Regions from separate parts of the Mus musculus genome. Here region 2 is linked to region 1. Evidence: chromatin contacts called from public HiChIP or PLAC-seq data. All regions are on one chromosome and are shown on one strand. The core of a region is the stretch at or near the end of the contact, and the rest is flanking DNA. Distances in the headings are between cores, read along the strand shown.

Region 1 (2,911 bases), core at 67-2,566:
TTAATAAAACTTAGCAAGGGCTACAGATTTCCAGAAAAATGAACACATATGTTTATAATATATGCCAAGGAAAAGAGAGAAAGCCAAAGAAAGGAGATAAAAGAAACAGTAATTACATGAAACTAAAGAATGAAAATCAATGAGAACAATACGTGCTCTATGAGAGTACTCTCTGAAAAAACCATCCTTCCCGGCAGCCCAAGCAACCCAGGGTGCCCCCAACTGCTTGGCTCGCTCTTGATGCCAAGCATGACTTTCCCTCACACACCCCTTCCTGGAGTTTTTGCAGCTTTTACTGGTGGCTGTGCTTCTTGAAGTCCCGTTTGCTGGGCGAGGGTAGGGGAGTGAGGATGCTCTTGACGCTGAGGTGAACTGATTGACAGGTTGAATCTGCTTGGAAGCTTCTTGAGTGTGGTGCAGGCATTTTAGGCTATGCAGAACTAGAGCTGTTGTGCTATCTGCAAGAATTCCCACCAGTCTGTGTGTTCAGCTTTGTGGTTTTGTAGTTGGAACCAGACACAAAGGACCTTGGATACCTTCTCTAAAACCAAAATATAATGGGGGATGAGGTCATTACCTGGATGATGTGCCTGATAGGGAAAAGCTCAGGCAGGAAGGCTGATGGAGTGGGCAGTATCTTGGCCAAGATATGTTCAATAGATGCTACCAGTGGGTGAGAGGGCAGTAACATACTTGCAAGGGAAGTACAAGGGTGGACAAGACAGGCTGTACAGGTGAAGAGTTTAGAAAGAGGATTCTGTTGATGGAGTAGATTGCACAGCAGTGGAGTAGGGGAAGCATACACCATACAAACACATCAGATCTTTCCCACCAGGCTCTGAGCTGCAACCCTCCATTTCTACAGCAACTGATCATCAGATCCAGGGGGGTACACAAGCTTTGGGGTTGAATTCTCAACTGTTTAATGGCTGAATATTGGATTATGAAGGTAATCAAAGCAACAGCAATCAAAACCAACAGTTGAAAAACATCTGAGCTGGAATGGCTCCTATAAACTGCTGGGCAGAGCAGCAGGATCTCCGTGGCCTGACACTGCCTTTGGGGATTATGCCCAGAGTTCATGCCCAGCGGATGCACGGAACAGCGAGTGTCTCATACAGGGCATTCTGATCTGATTCTATCTGCATGTCCTCTTGGATAGTGAAATTTATATATATATATATTTTTAAATTTGTGTACCCACTACACTAGAGAGAATCTGGGAATTAAATGATCAGGTACCTTATGGTTACACAACAATTGGAATGTGGAAGTAGTTGAGTGGATGACACAGCTAAGCCACAGTGGACCACGTGGGACTGGGTAATGGGATGTTGCATGTGACCAGAGCCTTCAGCCCTTCTTCTTCATGGTTTAAACTTCTTCATGATATTACAGAAGTTTATACAACATCAAATACTTCCGGCAAGGGAAGTCTACAGATTCTACGATAGTGTGAAAGAAAAATGGCCTCAATAATTTAAAATCTTCAAGAACTTGGACCAGTTTCTAGTGCTGACACAGCAGTGCAAGACAAGGCTCCGAGTTACCAAGAGCTAGAGGAGGCTTGTTACAAATTATAATTGCATTTACATAAACACAGCCGATTTCTTTAAAACCAATTTTCTCTTCCACAACTGTTTCTGGTAGAAACCTGCTCATATTATTATTTTACTGTTTTGTGATGATGGAATTCTTTGGGACCTGCTCAGCCTTGGCACATGTTAGATACTTATCTCCCATAACTGTATTTAATCATATGAACAATATCACATATTATTTTTTCTTTTTTTTTTTTGAGTTTGATTTCTCTTGTAGCCCTGTGTATAGAACCCAGGGCCTTAGGAATATTAAGCAAATGCTCTACCACCGAGCCTACTTCTTAGTCTCATAATCTTATTTTTTCAAAGTTAAATTATTTTTTGAGGTTTTGAAAATTTTATTATTAGTCAGTAAGTAGTAACTGAGCAAATTTATAGGGCACACTGTGATATGTATCCATTATATAACGATCAAATCAACATCTATTTATTGTTTCTTTGTAGTGAAGCATTAGAGAGCCCTTCTTTTCATTACTTTGAACTATACAACAGAGGCTGGAGAAATGGCTCAGCCATGAAGACCACTGGCTGCTCTTGCAGAGGCCTCAGTTTTGCTTCCCAGTACTAACATGGCAGCTCAGGGCTACCGATAACTTCAGTTCCAGGACATCTAACACCCTCTTCTGACCTTTGAGGGTACCAGGAACATATATGGTACACATGCTTGCATGAATGCAAGATAGTCACACGCATAAAATAAAACTTAAAAGAATAAATACACAATATGTATATATATGTATATATACATACATACATATATATACGTACATATATATATATATATATATTGTTCTATGAGGACATATTTCTCATGCCTGTAAGCTACTACAGCCTTCATAGTGTAAGAGAGCTGAGATCTTGCAAGTTTTTTTTAAATTTATTTTATTTTTAAAATAATGGATATATTTGTGTGTGTGTGTGTGTGTGTGTGTGTGTGTGCTCATGTGTGCTTGTGTGCGCACATATGAGTGCAAGAAGTGGGCACTGCATCCCCTACAGCTGGAGATAATAGGAAGTTGTGATCTCAACATGGTACTGTGAACTCAACCTAGACCCTCTGAAAGAGCTCTTTACCATTGAGCCATCTCTCCAGCACCAGATCTTAAGAATTTTTATCTTTCACAAAGGCAAACATAAAAAAAAAAAAAAAAAAAAAAGCAATGGCACCTTCTCCCTATTTACTGGGGAGGTCTCAATATCTTTCTGCACATGAACACTATTGTACACTTAGTGACTTCTTGGGTGATCACCTTTGACCCAATCAAATTTTCAACAACAACAAAAAATGTGTAAAGTGAATTAGTACTCTA
Region 2 (2,700 bases), core at 173-2,672, 170 kb before region 1:
GTAACAGCCATCTGGCTGCACACTTGCACTCACTTCCACCCCTGCAGACTTACCCTAGAAACACCCAAACCAGTCCCATGCAGCCTCTCGGTGGGACAGGCCCCCCGCCCCCCACATTCTGCCTTGCTCTTCAGCGTGGGTCCTATCCACGCCCATGTGACCTCCACTGTCCATCTGTTCTCCTCGGCCACCCTCAGTCTCTTGCTGTTCCCTGAAGTCACACTTCTGCCTCCATTTATCCTGGGGCCTCACCAGGCGAGGGAAGAGCTCTACCACTTTCCAGCCCTGACTCTTTGTGTTAACTGCAATGTAAGGATGTGGAAGATGGCTCAGTTGGTAAAATATTTGCCATGCAAATCCAGAACCCAGCACACATGAAACAGTCCTCAGAAGCAGTGATGTGTCCATTAGGCGTTCAGCCTAGCCAAACTGATGAACTCTAGGTTCAGTAAGAGATGGAAAATGATGACAGAGGAAGACACTTGATGCTGACCTCAGGTGTCCATGCAAACACGCACATGCATGCAATGCACAGCCCCTCCCGACACACACAATGTGTGCATATCCACATATCCACAGATGGACACTACACAAAGGGTGAAATAAAGTGATGCCTTCTTCCCATTTCCCTCCAACTGCTTTATTCATCTCCATGGCAATTTCCACCCTCAGCATCCTAATAATTTATTCATCGATTATGTTTATTGCTTGCCTCTTCTTTAGCTACAAGCTCCTCCAGGACAAGTGTGTTCTTACTAACACCCTACTAAAATGCGTTGGGTCTGTGTTGGGTCTCCGTATGCATGTGCTTACATGTGCACATGCATCTGTATATGTGCACACACACACCTTTACACACACACATCTGTACACACAAACATCTGTACACAACAAAAAGCTGTGACCTAGAGGGTCAGGAGGTACTACTGAAGGCTCCAGCCAAAGAATGAACAATATGTTTCAGCCACAGGATTAAGTCCAAGGTCAGAGGAAAGACTCTGTGTGTGTGTGTGTGTGTGTGTGTGTGTGTGTGTGTGTGTGTGTGTGTGTAAGACAATGGAAGAAAGGAAGTTTAAGAAATAATAAGCTGCCGGAGTATGTGAAGGGCCTTTTGTTTTATGCTGAGGAGTTTGGTCTACAGGGAACACAGATGAGGAAGGGGACAAGGAACAGAGGAGAGGGTGCGCTCGCGAGTGTTTATGAGTGGAGCTGGGGCCAGAGAGTGGTGAATGGATATATTGTAGTGGTTTTATAATGACTCAGGAGAGGGGAGATCCTGAGACAAGATTGTGGGAGCAGACACCTTGCTTGAAGAGACTGACAAATGGTAGATCTGGTTTTGGAAACAGTAATCCTAAGAAGCTCAATGCAGGGGGAGCTGAGACTCTGCAACTGAAAGGAAGTGGGGAGGCAGACTGGTGAGTCAGCCCTCACAGGACAATGATTTTAAAGCCTCACGAGGAAGAGGAAGAGGAGTGATTAGAAAACCACAGGTGGCGCTCCCAGTAACAAAGAGAAAGGCAGCAGAGATCTTTTGAACTCTGGGACATCATCTGAGGGTTCGGAAAAGAACATGGAGAAATGGACAGGACCGAGAAGCAGCCATGACGAAGCTGGTGTGACAGACAGGTGACCCCATGTAAGAGGATCAGAGGAGAAGGCAGGAGACACTGGCCTGGCAATTGGCATCTTCACCTTCCAGCTAACCCTGCAGACCACAGGACCCTGGGCGCTTCATCCCTCCTTTCCTATGCACTAGCATGCAGCCATTTTCCTCAGTATAAAACCCAAACCATGGCCATGCAAAGCCTACAGTTCAGAATCTTCCCGCTGAGTGTTTGCTCCTCCTCTTGGAGTGTGGTCATTTCTACTGGCAAGACAAAAACACTCTAGCTACAGAAGAAACAAAGGACTGTGTTTTGGGTATTATTCTCTGAATAGTTGGCTATCTTTCCAAGTTGGAAGTTGTAGAACTCAGCATTAAAAGAGTTTGGAATCTCTATTGACTAAGCTACAGCCTTGGGAACGGGAAGGGACACAAACCAAATTGTTGCGGACTACAAAAACCATGTTTTCCACAATAAAGAAAGGAAGGAACCACACACAAATACCAGCTTATAATTTCTCTGTGAAATAACAGACATGTTCCACCCTGTCTAGGCAAAAAGATAGCCATAGGTTATCCCTCAAATATAGCCTAGTCTTGGAAGCAAGAAGATAGAATGTTCTATAAATACTTTCTGTTTATGCATGTTAACACTTTTAGTCTATGCATCTAGTCAGTCCGTCACCAGGAAGCCTGGCATTGCTTGTGATTCATTTTACTGGCCAAGTATGCAGATCATCTAGGTAAGTTGGCATATTAATTTCTCATTTTGCAGGGATACTATCCTGGGATCTTCAGTGTGATTGGGTGATTGAGGCAATTTGGGGGTGGGGCTCCAAAAAAGCATCCTGCATTTTCAGGTTGTAATACGGTTTCTACTATTAATGCAGTACATTAATTATTAAAGGTTTATTAACTGTTCAAGTGCCTGTTTAGTTCTTTGTTTGCTTATTATGAATGTGGGTACGCTTGTGCTATGCGGGGGTCAGGGGACAACGTAGGGGAGTCAGTTCTCTTTTTCTACCACCTTTGAGTCCTGAGGATCAAACTCTGGACTTTGGACACGAAGGGCCCTCACCTGCTGATTCATCTGA

The links. HiChIP or PLAC-seq counts read pairs in DNA pulled down with a chosen protein or histone mark.
Region 2: an H3K4me3 HiChIP or PLAC-seq map of bone marrow-derived macrophages shows a contact between it and region 1, with 2.7 times the contacts expected there. The contact joins two enhancer-like sites. A contact is called at or near these places in 2 of 484 Hi-C or Micro-C datasets (cochlea and cortical neurons), 9 of 115 datasets of contacts at active chromatin or transcription factors (bone marrow-derived macrophages, craniofacial prominence, differentiating embryonic stem cells and 6 more) and 1 of 9 other capture datasets (liver).

What each region holds. Positions count from the first base shown.
Region 1 is chr2:4,241,081-4,243,991 of GRCm38.p6, reverse strand. The region is part of intron 1 of Frmd4a (FERM domain containing 4A); the gene reads right to left. Among named protein-coding and RNA genes, the nearest start is that of Gm39752, 4.9 kb to the left of the region's middle. Within about 2 kb of position 1,316, at least 4 of the 459 cell types and tissues checked have an H3K27ac peak or open chromatin away from gene starts, as enhancers often do. A contact at or near this core is called in bone marrow-derived macrophages, where this site is marked.
Region 2 is chr2:4,408,718-4,411,417 of GRCm38.p6, reverse strand. The region is part of intron 1 of Frmd4a (FERM domain containing 4A); the gene reads right to left. Among named protein-coding and RNA genes, the nearest start is that of Gm23691, 29 kb to the right of the region's middle. Within about 2 kb of position 1,422, at least 44 of the 459 cell types and tissues checked have an H3K27ac peak or open chromatin away from gene starts, as enhancers often do. A contact at or near this core is called in bone marrow-derived macrophages, where this site is marked.